Regions from separate parts of the Mus musculus genome. Here regions 1, 3 and 4 are each linked to region 2. Evidence: chromatin contacts called from public HiChIP or PLAC-seq data. All regions are on one chromosome and are shown on one strand. The core of a region is the stretch at or near the end of the contact, and the rest is flanking DNA. Distances in the headings are between cores, read along the strand shown. Region 1 holds the start of Ppil4 (peptidylprolyl isomerase (cyclophilin)-like 4). Region 2 holds the start of Ulbp1 (UL16 binding protein 1). Region 3 holds the start of Tab2 (TGF-beta activated kinase 1/MAP3K7 binding protein 2). Region 4 holds the start of Zc3h12d (zinc finger CCCH type containing 12D).

Region 1 (3,241 bases), core at 575-3,074, 320 kb after region 2:
TAGCATTTGGCGCTGGTTCTGTGGTAACATGTGGGTTCCTGGTCCACACTTAGGCTGTAGGCCTTGAGGTGGAAGTGGTTTTAGTCACTGAGCCATTTTCTCAGCCTGAGTTCAAATGCAGTCTTCTTCTCACAACATGATCACTCCTGTCCGACCTCCTTGGCTTGGCTGGTATATTTGCCCTCATTGAAGGGTATCTCTCCTGAAAAGCTCTGCTGTTCCAAGAGTCTACTATGATTTTAGAAAACGTTAAGGACATTAACATCTCAGTACTGTCAATCAAAGTAAAGAACATGGACACAGGCTTTCATTTTTCTTTTAAATACCTATGGAGTTGAAATTTTTATTTTGTTGTTTATTTATTTATTTATTTATTTATCAAAACCAGATCTAAACTCTGGTACCAGAGTTTGAAACAAGGGACTGACACATGCAAGGCAAATGCTGTACTGCTATTGAATTTCTTTGAGGACAAATCTTGTTTTCTTCCAATTCAAACCAGAAAGGCTTAGTCATCCATCCAAACTATACCAATGCAAGAGATAAATAATAGTGAGAGGCAGAGAAGAGAGATGTATTCACAATGGCTTCATTGCTTACCAATGAAGCCATTCATTGATTGAACAAATCAGTCCAGTGACTTATCAACTCCTGCACAGCTATATCATCTCCATGTGTTCTAGCCCATATCCAATGATTTTCTAAACTAGAAGACGGTAACAGGTGCAGGGTTTTTGATTACACCCTTCTAAATGGGACCAGACTATAAATAAATTCATGTTTCTTTACCATCTTCTGTTTCCTAAATTCCTTGGAATATACGGAATAACACATGCGTGGTGAACACTTCTAGCCATGAAATTGCTTCAAATACTATTTTTCTTAAAAAAAAAAATGTTTACTTTTAAAAAGTCCTTTCTCCTCATCTTCCTGGATATGCCTATGATCTGTCATATCTCTGATTTTCACAAGTACACATTAAAATGACATAAAAGGGAATAATCTGCTTGATTAGAAAAGAGTATACCGGGCTGGAGAGATGGCTAACTGGTTAAGAGCACTGACTGCTCTTCTGAAGGTCCTGAGTTCAAACCCCAGCAACCACATGGTGGCTCACAACCGTCCGTAATGAGATCTGACTCCCTCTTCTGGAGTGTCTGAAGACAGCTACAGTATGCTTACATATAATAAATAAATAAATCTTAAAAAATATTTTAAAAAAGTAAAGAGTGTACTAAAACATGGAAATATGTTATCAGCATAAAAAAACCGGTAGTTTTTATTACATATCTCCAATGTAAGACTGAAGCCTTTGTATTCTAATTTGTTGCACAAAACCTCTGTGCTGTTAAGCCATGTCCAGTCCTGATCTACACACACTAGTATGATCAAAATCTACAACAACAAGAAAAACCCCAAACCAAAGCTTGTTAGTCACCTTTTCTTACAGCTTTCACCGAGCAACTGATGCCTCGGGCTTGGCGATTTTGATGGAGAGACTATGGAAACCCCAGGGCAACCTCTTCCAAAGGCAAGGGGAGGATGTGCCGCCGGCTTGGAGGTTTCTCAGCTCTCGGATGCCTCCGCTATTCCTACGGAATGGCCCTCTTGAGATACAGGTCTTTATATGGGTCACCAAGGGCGGAAGAGAGTCCTCAAACAGCCTCCACAGCCAGAAGACAGCGGGCACCAGATAACAGCTGCCGGGCCGAACGAGCCGGCCATTAGGCCGCGGGAAATCGCGCCTCCGAGGTGGGCGACGGCGCCCGCGGCTGACGCCAGAAGCCGTCGCACACGTCGTGACGTAAGACGTAGGCGCGCGCTGGTTGCGCATGCGCCTGTCATTGCCGGGGTGTTTGTTCCTGCGGAGGAGCCGGCGCCATGGCGGTTCTCTTGGAGACCACTCTGGGCGACGTGGTCATCGACTTGTACACTGAAGAGCGTCCCCGGGGTGAGACTGGAGGCCTTCGCGACCTGGCGGGGCCGTGAGCCCGCTGCCAAAGTTCCCTTTTCTTCGCTGTTTCTGGCTCGAGCTCAGTTTCATAGCAGGCCTTGGTTTTGTGTGTGTGTGTGTGTGGTGTGTAGAACTGTGGCTTGTGGGTCTGGGTGAGGTGTAGCTTTCGTGGCTATGCTTTCTTTACTCGTGAAAGGTAAAGAAAGGGTTAAATACGGTTTGACTTGACATCATTTGTCATGATGAAAGCAGGTAGGAAGTTGGCTGGTCTGCAAGGCGCCAGGGATCAGCTAGAGTTCAGGCGTCTGAATGTCCATTGAGGGAGGACGAAGCGAGCTCCAGTTTTAACTTCGAGTCCTAACAGATGGATGTGCACTTTGCTATGCAAAACAGAGAGGTGGGAAGAAGCCACATAAGAAACCTAGCCTTTTCGAAGATGAGTGTTAGATAAGGTGTACTTAGCAGTTTCTTTGGAGTTTTTCTGGTAATAGAAAGAAATCTGGCATTCTGGAACGAATTGGTATGTGAAATGAAATAGATGCCACTGACTTCCAGTCAGGCCAAATACTGGTAGGCCAGGTCCTTAGTAAGTCCTCTTTGCCATGTTGTTGGTTTGAACACTTCAGGAGCAGGATTATAGCATGGCACACTTGCCTTGGAGAGACACTAGGCTGCTGTGTGGAGAATGTATCCTTTGGGAGAATCGGGAAACTGGGAGAGATTAGCTACAATCATTGTCCTTCTCCCGTGGAATGCAGAGATTACCACAGAATGAAAGAAGGTGTGCTGCAGCACTGCACACAGGGAGTGCCTCCTGCCTGCACACCTTCTCCCATGCTCAACTGTTCCTCCCCTCCCTCACAAACCCTACACTTTCTGTTGCAGCCTTCTATATTCTTACTGTTGCCAATGCCCACACTCCTCTCCACTCCCTATCCTTCTGAGAACTTCATTTCCTGACTATATATATGTATATATATCCATGAATATATATGTGTATATATGTATGTATGTGTGTATGTATATATATATATATGTATGTGTATGTGTGTGTGTATGTGTGTATATATATATATATATATATATATATATGAAGAGCTCAACTAAAGCATGAGCTCTTCAGTGTAACACTTAGGTCAGCTACAGTTAGTCTGTTTCTTCTGTTTTGTCTGCAATGGTTTTATAAATCACAGCAGCACTCATGTTATTAGAACATGTACTTACTGTCCTGGAACTATGTGCATGATTGTCTCCTCCCAGTGATGTGCTTCAAGGAGAGCAGAAACT
Region 2 (2,988 bases), core at 152-2,651:
TCAGAAGGTAGACCTGGAGGGGGATGAAATCCTGACTGTAAATAAAGATTAAATAAAGTTTAAAAAAAGATAGTATACAATTTTGAAGATTGTTATATAAATTAAGTGGAGCAATGAGACATGAATTCTTTAGTGCCTAATAAGTGTTTGGCAAATGAAGGCCATGATCATCATATTCTTTTGAAACTAAAATATATTTTCATCTTTGGAAAACTAAAATAATTTTTAAAAGGAAAGAAAGGAAGGAAGGAAGGAAGAGAAAGAAAGAGAGAGAAAAAGAGAGAAAAAAGAAAAGAAAAAAGGAAAGAAAAGAGGAGAAAAGAAAAGAAAGAAGAAAAAGAAAATCTGACCTACTAGTCATCAACTGAGTATCTGATGCAGAGGCACAGATAATATACTTCCCAATCTGAAATTATTCCTGTTTTACAGAAAAACAGACTTCTGTCTAAATGAGCCCCACTATCTGATCTGCCTCCAGGGGAAGGATTCTAGACAGGCCCAGGTGCAGTGGCAGAAGTGTCCATATGCCCAACTAAGGACCACTTAACCCTGTTGTCACCCCTTGAAGGAAGGAAAGGATTAAAGTCCTTTTCTGGGTGGAATAGTGAGTCAGGACAGGGAAGGGAGATGAGCTGGGTGGGTTCAGCATACACCAAGTGGTTGTAAATCTTGGTGTGGTGGCACAGGCCGTTAATTTTTATATTTGGCCACAAAATTCTAGTTCAAGGCTAGCCTGGGCTACAGAGTGAACTCTTTCAGCAAAAGTCCCAGACTTTGGGGGGAGGGGTGCGAATGTGTGGAGCGGCTGTTGGTTGCCTGTGCTATAATCTGATTAAGCAGTAGTTCAGAAGCAAAAGGACCAGAGAACTCCTGAAGAGAGAGGCAGGTTTGGTAAAGAGGGGAGGGGTGGGGAGAGGACTCCAAAGAACTTGGGACCTAGAGTATTTTCAAAAGAGTCTCTGGGCTGAGGAGGTCCTGTTCTCCACACTGTGTCCCTGGGATTCCTCTTAGGTTCAGGTCCCAGGAAGTCACTGACTAGCTCAAGACAGAGACAGCTGTGCTCCCCCACCACAACCCCCACCCAGGATTTGGAAATTCACAGGGTAGCCTTTAACCTGTGTTCCCTGCTCCTTCCCACTCCCATCACCCTTCTGCCCCCTAGAATCTCAGGAACTCACCTTCTATCCTTGGACACAGACAGACAGACAGCAGGCACAGCAGGGACAAGCAGCAGGAAAGGACCTTGTTACTGGCAGTCAGCTCCATAGCTGCTTCTCTAGACTCTGGCGGCCAAAGGCACGATTTTAACTGTCTGAAAGGGAGGGACGATCTTGATCACTTCCTGATAATGGTCCTGACCACAGAAAGTTTTTGAACCTTGGCTGGGGGATCAAGGCAATTCCTCCTCCCGATCTTGTCAAAAGCAACTTCTAGTGCCCCTTTCTCCAGATCCTTTCAGAGCAGCTCCGCAGCCCCTGCAGTCTGTCTCCAGTGCTTTGCGGGGTGGGGCAGGAAGGAACGCAGCTGCGCGGGGAACTAAGAAGGACTCGAAGTGCAGGAAGTGGAAAAAGAGCGGGAAGAAGTGCCAGGAACTGATTGGCTGGCAGGCTGACAGGTGGGTGGGGTGAGTGACGAGTGGGAGGGTGGGGTGGCAGGGCAAGGGAGTGCACTGCGCAGGCTGGGTAGGGTGATCTACAGAGCAAGCAGGAGCTCCAGGCTTCTAAATTCATTGTCTGCAGATTCCTCAGGGGCAAGGTCATCAGAAGCTGAGTAATCCCCAGCTGCAACCCTGGACAGAAACCAAAGAATGTGGGCACAGGAAGCTGTAAGCAGACTGATAGTAACCCTGGCTGTGGCTTAGATACGCATGCTTTTGTGGAGCCCCCAACACACATACACCCCAACACCTCTGATGCCTCCAGCTTCCTGCTGCCTACTAGGGATCCTTCCAGCACCTCTCTGGCTGTAGCTACCCATCTCCCCACCCCCACTTCCTCTCTCTTCCCATCTGCACGTCTTAAAAATGTTTTTAAAAGCCTAAGAACTTATGCCCCACACTGGAAATCACAGTTGTTTCTGTCTAGTCTGCAAGCTATGCTTTGCCACCCCAATGTTCTTGCGTTTTGAGCCCAGAGGTCAGCTTTGAGTGTCCACAGGTCTTTAGTTGCACCTACTTTGTTCAGTCAAGATCTCTAAAGTTAGGAGCTCCGGGATTCTAATAGACTGGCCAGCTTTCAAAATCTGTGGATGTTCCTGTGTCCAGGATTATAGGCACAAATCAACATTTCTGGAGTTCTTCCTGGGTCTATGGAAGATGAAATGTAAGTCCTCTCGAGTTTAAGGCTGGAGTTTCAAAATGAAAGTGAAAGAACTCAGTGGGGAAACCCCGGTGGGGAAACCCCCACTCAGCTCCCGATTCGGCGTGCACCCAAGAATCACGAATAGAACACAACACCTTGATGTAACAACAAGAGGTTTTTTAATGGCGGAGCTCCGGGTCGAAACGTATCTCACATAACAGGAGACAGTGGATTCGACCACGAGGCTTGGAAGCTAGGGGTTTTTATAGAAAAGGAGTGGGGCTGGGGGAGGAATTGGCGCGGTTTCACATGATTGGTCCATTTAAACATCAGCAGCCTGTAACATTTAACTTAGGTCAGAGGGGTGGGAGCTAGGGAGGCGATGGGCTTGCCCGGGCATGTCCTGGTCTGTTCTGCTATGTTCTCAGCCCCAGGTTTCAAAGCTCAGAAACAACTCTTTGGGCTATTTAACATACATTACATGAATTACAGTTTTATTTCCTTTCATTCCCCTCTTCTTCTGTTTAGACTAATTCTAATCATAGAATTTTAGAGATTGGTGTCCCCTAACTCTTCATCTACCTGAACTATAGGTTGATATTGCCTTTGAAGAACCATGAGTTTTACTGTATCAATTTTACTCTGGATGAAAGCCATTCCTCTATTTATTATACAAGGGCCGAAAACT
Region 3 (3,024 bases), core at 13-2,512, 480 kb after region 2:
GGGAACCCGAACTTCACGGAGACTCGAATAAAAGCTCCAGGAGGCTGCAAGTCTCCACCACTCTCCTGAAAACCCCTCTTATCAGAAACATTTGAAGAATTCCTCCATAACAATTAAGCTGACTTGAATGGAAACTTAGCATCTCAAATATACTATATATGGAATGAAACTTGGCCAAACACGTAAATACAAACTCACACGCTCCCTGACACTTTCGGCCTACAATTATGAGCCAAGGATTCTACAGCATCAGCAACAGACAGATCCACCTGTCACCTGTCAGCAACACCCAGGGACCCTTGTTAAGTCTTCCTCTTCCAACCACTATCTCGGGGCAAGAAAATCAGAGTAGTCCTGTGGACTCTAAGGGGGCCCCAACCTCTTCACAGCGGGGCGTGCTGCCCATTTGGAAGAAGGCTGCAGACAAGCAAAATCGGAAAGCAAAGCGAGAGAGGTGCTTCCTCTTTACCCTGCACTTAACTTCCCCGGCTCTCCCTTAACTCGCGGGCCCCGAAGTCATCGTTATCCAGACCTGGGTTCCCCCAAAGGCGTCTGGTTCCCTCCCTCCCACTTCCAGATCACAGGCCTGGGGGCGGACCGGGGGCCAAGGCACCCCCACCCCCGGCTCTCTCCGGCGCTGGGCTCCGGGGCAGGCCCGGTCCCCCTCCCCCGACGCCCCGGAGCCCAGGCCAGGCCCCAGGCTCCCCGCCCCCACCCTCCCCGCAGGACTTGGGGGGCCTCCCTGCGCCTCGCCACCGCGGGCAGGACCCGGGCGGAGCGGCGGACGAAGGCGAGGAAGGCGCGGACGCCCCGCTAGGGCTTCGCGCGCCAGGCAGAGCCGGTCCCCGAGCCGCTGCAGGCGCGGGGAGCCGGGCTGGGGGTGGGGGGGGTGGGGGGTGGGGAGGGATCCCGCCGAGGCCCCGCAGCGCCGTCCGCTTACCCTTCGCCGCCGCCGCGGCTTCCCCCTCCTCCTCGTCCGCCGCCGCCGCCTCTCCCACTTGGGCAGCCGTCTCCCCCGTCGTCACCGCGGCCGCCGCCAGCGCCGATTCCACCCGGCAGGGGGGACACCTCAGCCCTCCCTCCCTCCCCGCTCGGCCCCCTCCGCCCGGCCGCCGCCAACTCCCTCCGGCCGCCGCCGCCGCTCGCGGCTGAGGGGGAGGGGAGGGGGTCGGCCTGGGGCGCCCCGCCGCCGGCGCCTGCCGCGGATCAAAGCGATGGCCGGGGCGGCGTCGCCGCGGCCCGCTGCTCGGCTCCGGCTCGCACGGCCGCCCTGCCTCCCTCCGCCCCCACCCCCCTGCCGCTCGCCTGCCCTCCCCCCACCCCCCCAGCTCTCGCTCGCTCGCCCGCTCGCGCCGCGGCTCCGCCAGCCCAGTCCGCATCAAAATACGGCCACACAATATGGCGGCGCGGCGGCCGGCAAACACCGCGAGATCTGAGGCGGCGGCCGTGACGAGGCCTCCCTCCGCCGGGTGGCGGGGATGCTCTGTCCACGCCCCACCTCCGCCAGCCGCCGTCCCCACTCCCGGCTCGCCGTGGCCGGAGGGGACGCGTCCCGGCGCGGGCTGAGGAGGAGCACGCGGGTCCCTCACGCTCGGACGGGGAGGGAGGGAGGGAGAGAGAGAGGAGCCGAGCGGTGCGCGCGCCGCCGAGGGCCTCGCGGCTCCGGAAGCGGGTGGCGGGCTGTGCGAGCAGGGCGAGCCGTGCGAGCCGGCGGCCCAGCTCGGGGAGACGGGCGGGACCCTGCAGGCCCTGACGGGCCGCGGGGCAGGTGGGCCTGAGGCGGAGGCGAGCGCCGGGCCTGCGGGGCTGCGGGGCCGCGAGCCGGACACACCCCCTTGGAGCCGGGCCGCGCCCAGGCCGCGAGCTACCGGGTGACCCGGGAGGGACGGCGGGTCGGATGGAGACCGGGCGGTGCGGGACGCGTCCTGGAAGCCGCGGGACCCGAGCGGAGTTTGGCTCGGCCGCTGGACTTTCCTTGATCAGCAGTGGGGGCCCGCAGAGAGAACGATCTAAAGAATCAAGCGAGTCGTTGCGATTGTAACTGCACGTTCCTAGAAGACCTAGAAGCAGAGCCAAAGACACTTTAGCTTCGAGGGGAGACGCGGGGGAGGGGACACTTCTGGTTTCTATCTTCTTAAAGATGTGCTTCGTTTTCCCTCGGGGTGGGGTGGGGTTGGGTGGTGGTGGTCAACGTTCAGATGTTTCTCACAATGTAAAATATTTTAAAATCTTGGCGGTTTCATATGGCAAAAAAAAAAAAGGCTTTTTTTTTCTTCTTCTTGACCCTGTCCAAAGTGTGCATATCGCTGCCAGTTTCTTCCTTGAAGAAATTCATACTACCGAAAAAAATCCGGAAGGACTATTTTTATTATTCTGTTATCAGTATAAGCTCCATAGGTGCTTATTGCTTATTGTTTTTAAAGCCCCTTTTTTAAACACTTAAAACCCTTTCACTTCCTTTTTACACTCAGTTTTACAAAGTACCTGAAATATTGGGGTTTAGCTCTACTTAAAAACTTTTAGCCCGCCAGAAGTCAGAGTGCTAATGATTTACAACATTGGAACTTTTAAATTTTTCTCTCGGTTGACATTAAGAAAGTAAAAGTATATACTTTGAAAAAGTGTTTTTTCTGTGTTCGAAGTAAAAGTAAATTATAATTCACATAGTAGATGCTGTTTTCATTAATTCACAGTAACAGACGCCATTGAGCCCTAATACTACAGTTCTCTGAGGAATTATTTCCATAGTCAGTGTAATGATTTTAGATAAATTGAAGAAATTATTAAATAAACAGTACTTCTCTTAAACTGAGGCACAATTCGAACATATACTGCTGAAATAATAGAAGTGGATTAAGAAAAAAATAGTTCCTGTTCAAAATTTGTTTTCTGAAATGTACGTGTACACATTTTAATAGAAATATATTTTCCATATAAACAAATGTAATGGGTTTGAGAAAAGGAAGAGAAGATATAATCGTACATCATTGCCCAAATTTGAAGAGCTTGGATCTCTAATGAAGA
Region 4 (3,129 bases), core at 240-2,739, 360 kb after region 2:
ATGTGTGCCACCACTGCCCAGCTGACACCATCATTTTTGTTCATATGTGTGCATCTGTGTGTGTGAATGCATGTGCATATATGGAGGAGGAGGCTCCCGAGGCACTGTCTACTCATAATTTTAGGATTTCGTGTGTGTGTGTGTGTGTATGTGCACTCTGCCACAGTGTGTGTCAAGGTCAAGGGACAGCTTGCAGGAATGGGTTCTCTTCTTCCACATGTAGGTCCTAGGTATCACAGGTTATCAGCCTCGGCCATGGGTGCCTCTACCTGCTAAGGCATCTCAATGGCCTATAAATCAAGATTTTTATATCCCATATCCCCGGTCCATCTTAATAATCTTCCCAGAGCTTCTGAGACCTGTTGTCTTAGACCTAAGCTCTCAAGGCTAGGTGTGGTAGTTCACACCTTTAATCTCAGCACTGGGAGGCCGAGGTAGGAGGACTGAGTTCAAGGCTAGCCTAGGTATAGCATGCTCAAGGATGGCCTAGAATACATACAAAGACGGTGTTTCAAAAAACATAAATGACCCAGTGGGTAAGAGTGTTTGCTGTGCAAGCAGTAAAGAGAGCCGCCGAGCCCTTTTTCCTCCTGATTAGAAATCAGGAGGACCTGATTTCTAATCTCCATCACCCAGGAGAAAGCCAGGGCATTCTTGCTTCCTCAGACCCAAGTCCCGGGTTCAAAACTCAGCTTAACTCCTTAGCTATATCCTTGAAGAAGTCTTTGTTAGGGGTGTTATCTGGTGGGAGGTGGGCTGCTATACCTTTTTTTTTTTTTTTTTTTTTTTTTTTTGCATTGCTATGAAAGACCCCAAATTCAGGAAACAGAATTCTGAGTCTGCTCTCTGTACTTGCTCTATGTATAGCGGCTGAATGGTGCATTGTGTAGGCCTGGGATCAGATGTGAGCTCCTCAGTTAGAGAAAGCTGTCACTCACTCCATGTAGGACTGCAGTAAAGAGAGCCGCTGAGCCCTTTTTCCACAGGGGGTCATTACTTCTTGAGACTCCTGGCTTTGTGGGTGACGGGCAGAATCCTCTCAGCCCAAGTTCCATGAACAACTTGAGGCGGTCTTTGCCCTTCCCGCTTCCCTTTGACAGTCTATGGTCTTCTTCAGCTGAGCATCGACTTCCCCTAGAGCATCTTCAAGCAGATGGGCTTCCCAGCCACCAGGAGTGGGAACTTAGCAGCTCTTCTCACCCTCCGATTCCATTCGCGGTGCTTTTGCCCTCTTGGACTCCTGGCTGTCCCGGGAGGAGGCGCGTTTGTTTTGCACGGTTGCTGTACTTTGCTTTGACTGGGGCGGAGGCGTGAACTTCCTACCTCTCACTGCCTTCTTCCTTTTCTCTTTAACACAAAGTGTAAGTACCTTTTGCAGCTGAACGTGCCTTGCGCAGGAAGTGGAGCGCAGGCTTGGATCAGCTTCTAGCAGGGGTGTGGCCTGGGCGCTGGCCCTCCTCTGACTCCAGCAACTCCTGAGGGACTGAGCAGAGCACTCCCTAGCTGAAAAGAGAGGGGCACTGGGAAGGCTCAGGCAGCTGGGCCAAGTCTGCTGTGAGAGCCCGAGGGACACACCCTGCTGGTGAGTGCTTGTGCCCTGCTATCAATTAACGTGGCAGGCACAGTACAGACTTCAGTCAAGGGCATGGGAGAAGGGCATGTTAGAGACAGGTGTGTGAGCCAGGACTGCCCTCAACACCCTGGCTTCTCACACCTGAGACGTTCTGTTAGGTGTTCAAATTACGGAAATACGGTAAGCATCATTAACTGCCTTTAGATGCAGGGTCTGCTCAGTTTTATCAAGGATCATTCTGTGTGACGGGGGAGGACGGGGGTTAATCCAGCCAATTGAAGTAAACCTCCCATCTGCGGGCTTCGTAGCAACGTTGAATGCTGTGGCGTTCAGGAGTGGACATTGCTTTATTCTTTCCAGGCTCACTAAAGTGTCTACCAGTCTAGACAGTGGCTCGGCGGGGTCTACTTTCCTGGCTGGAGAGAGATCAGGAGTTTTGGCAGCAGCCTCAAGACTGATGAAGAGATTGATTGGTCTTAGCCTGATATGGCTAATTCTTTGCAGAACTAGAAACCCAAGCTTTGTCACCCAAGATTAGGGAGTTTTCTCCCAGGCCTGATGATGCTAATATGGACCTGGCCTAAGGATAGGTCTATGGCCCATGGCTCTAAATGCTTCAAGCATGCCTGTAAGTTACCTATAGCAGCAGAGAAGGATGGGGGTGGCAGGGAGTAAGTCTGAGGAGAAAACAAAAGTCCAGGCCAGAACATGTTCATAACAGTTTGAGTGACAGTAGCCAAGAGACAGAAGCAGCCAAAGTAGCCCCTGTGAGTGAACACACACACATATGGATTATGATTCATAATCCACATGGGTTGTGATTCTGCCTCAAACAAAAGGGAAATTTGGACACAACACGGTAGGAGCTTGAGGTTGTTGAGCTAAGTAGAATGAATAGTGTCAGAGGATACATGTTGTGCGATCCCACTCCTGTGGGCCAGATTCCTGGACACAGCAGAAAGATGGCTACTAGCTAGGGCAGGGCAGGGCTTGGGGGCTCAGGAGGATGGATTTCAAGGGATGGAGAGTTCTGGAGATGGGTGAGCAAAGTGTAGACTACTCACCCATACAGGTGAGCTTAGAGATGGTTAAAATGGGGCCTTGTGCAAGCCAGGCAAGCACCCTGCTACTAAGATACAGGCCTAGCCCTCTGCAATAAGTTTTTAAATTACAAATTCTCTTTTAAAAAGGCAGAAGTGAGCAGGCTTAAAAAAAAAAAATCAGCCCTGTGGGATGAAATCTTAGAGTCTCTGTGACTTCCTCAAACTCTGACAAAACCAAACCAAAACAAATCTGACTGGTAGCTAGCCCCACTTGGGACTGGAAGTCTGTGCTGACCACCAAACTTCGTGGCGTTGTTGAGAAGCTAAGACCAGGCTGACCGTCTCCTCACTGCTGTGATTGACTTCAAGTGGCCTGTGGACCAGGACTGGGTGCCTAATGAGTAGTCTGGGGGCTTAGTGCTGTGGGTTTGCACTACAGGTGGCCACTGGAGGGGGCTCTCTGGTCTGGATGACAAATATCACTATCTAGTAGCACCCTGGCCAAGTCACCAA

The links. HiChIP or PLAC-seq counts read pairs in DNA pulled down with a chosen protein or histone mark.
Region 1: a contact with region 2 is called in an H3K4me3 HiChIP or PLAC-seq map of the 230-238 cell line, with 21 read pairs. The contact joins the promoter of Ppil4 here to the promoter of Ulbp1 in region 2. A contact is called at or near these places in 9 of 39 promoter capture datasets (the 3T3-L1 cell line, 3T3-L1-derived adipocytes, the C10 cell line and 6 more), 1 of 484 Hi-C or Micro-C datasets (LSK cells), 13 of 115 datasets of contacts at active chromatin or transcription factors (the 230-238 cell line, bone marrow-derived macrophages, effector CD8 T cells and 4 more) and 2 of 9 other capture datasets (adipose tissue and liver).
Region 3: a contact with region 2 is called in an H3K27ac HiChIP or PLAC-seq map of microglia, with 5 times the contacts expected there. The contact joins the promoter of Tab2 here to the promoter of Ulbp1 in region 2. A contact is called at or near these places in 1 of 39 promoter capture datasets (embryonic stem cells) and 5 of 115 datasets of contacts at active chromatin or transcription factors (the 230-238 cell line, embryonic stem cells, memory CD8 T cells and 1 more).
Region 4: a contact with region 2 is called in an H3K4me3 HiChIP or PLAC-seq map of the 230-238 cell line, with 10 read pairs. The contact joins the promoter of Zc3h12d here to the promoter of Ulbp1 in region 2. A contact is called at or near these places in 4 of 39 promoter capture datasets (embryonic stem cells, hippocampal neurons, pre-B cells and 1 more) and 3 of 115 datasets of contacts at active chromatin or transcription factors (the 230-238 cell line, CD8 T cells and memory CD8 T cells).

Annotation. Positions count from the first base shown.
Region 1 is chr10:7,791,070-7,794,310 of GRCm38.p6, forward strand. It overlaps Ppil4 (peptidylprolyl isomerase (cyclophilin)-like 4), which reads left to right and starts at 1,825. Exons shown (of 13, transcript NM_026141.3): 1 at 1,825-1,951. The coding sequence starts at 1,882.
Region 2 is chr10:7,472,076-7,475,063 of GRCm38.p6, forward strand. It overlaps Ulbp1 (UL16 binding protein 1), which reads right to left and starts at 1,402. Exons shown (of 6, transcript NM_029975.2): 1 at 1,179-1,402. The coding sequence starts at 1,266.
Region 3 is chr10:7,954,861-7,957,884 of GRCm38.p6, forward strand. It overlaps Tab2 (TGF-beta activated kinase 1/MAP3K7 binding protein 2), which reads right to left and starts at 1,263. Exons shown (of 7, transcript NM_138667.3): 1 at 941-1,263.
Region 4 is chr10:7,830,981-7,834,109 of GRCm38.p6, forward strand. Zc3h12d (zinc finger CCCH type containing 12D) reads left to right here and starts at 1,490. Exons shown (of 6, transcript NM_172785.3): 1 at 1,490-1,582.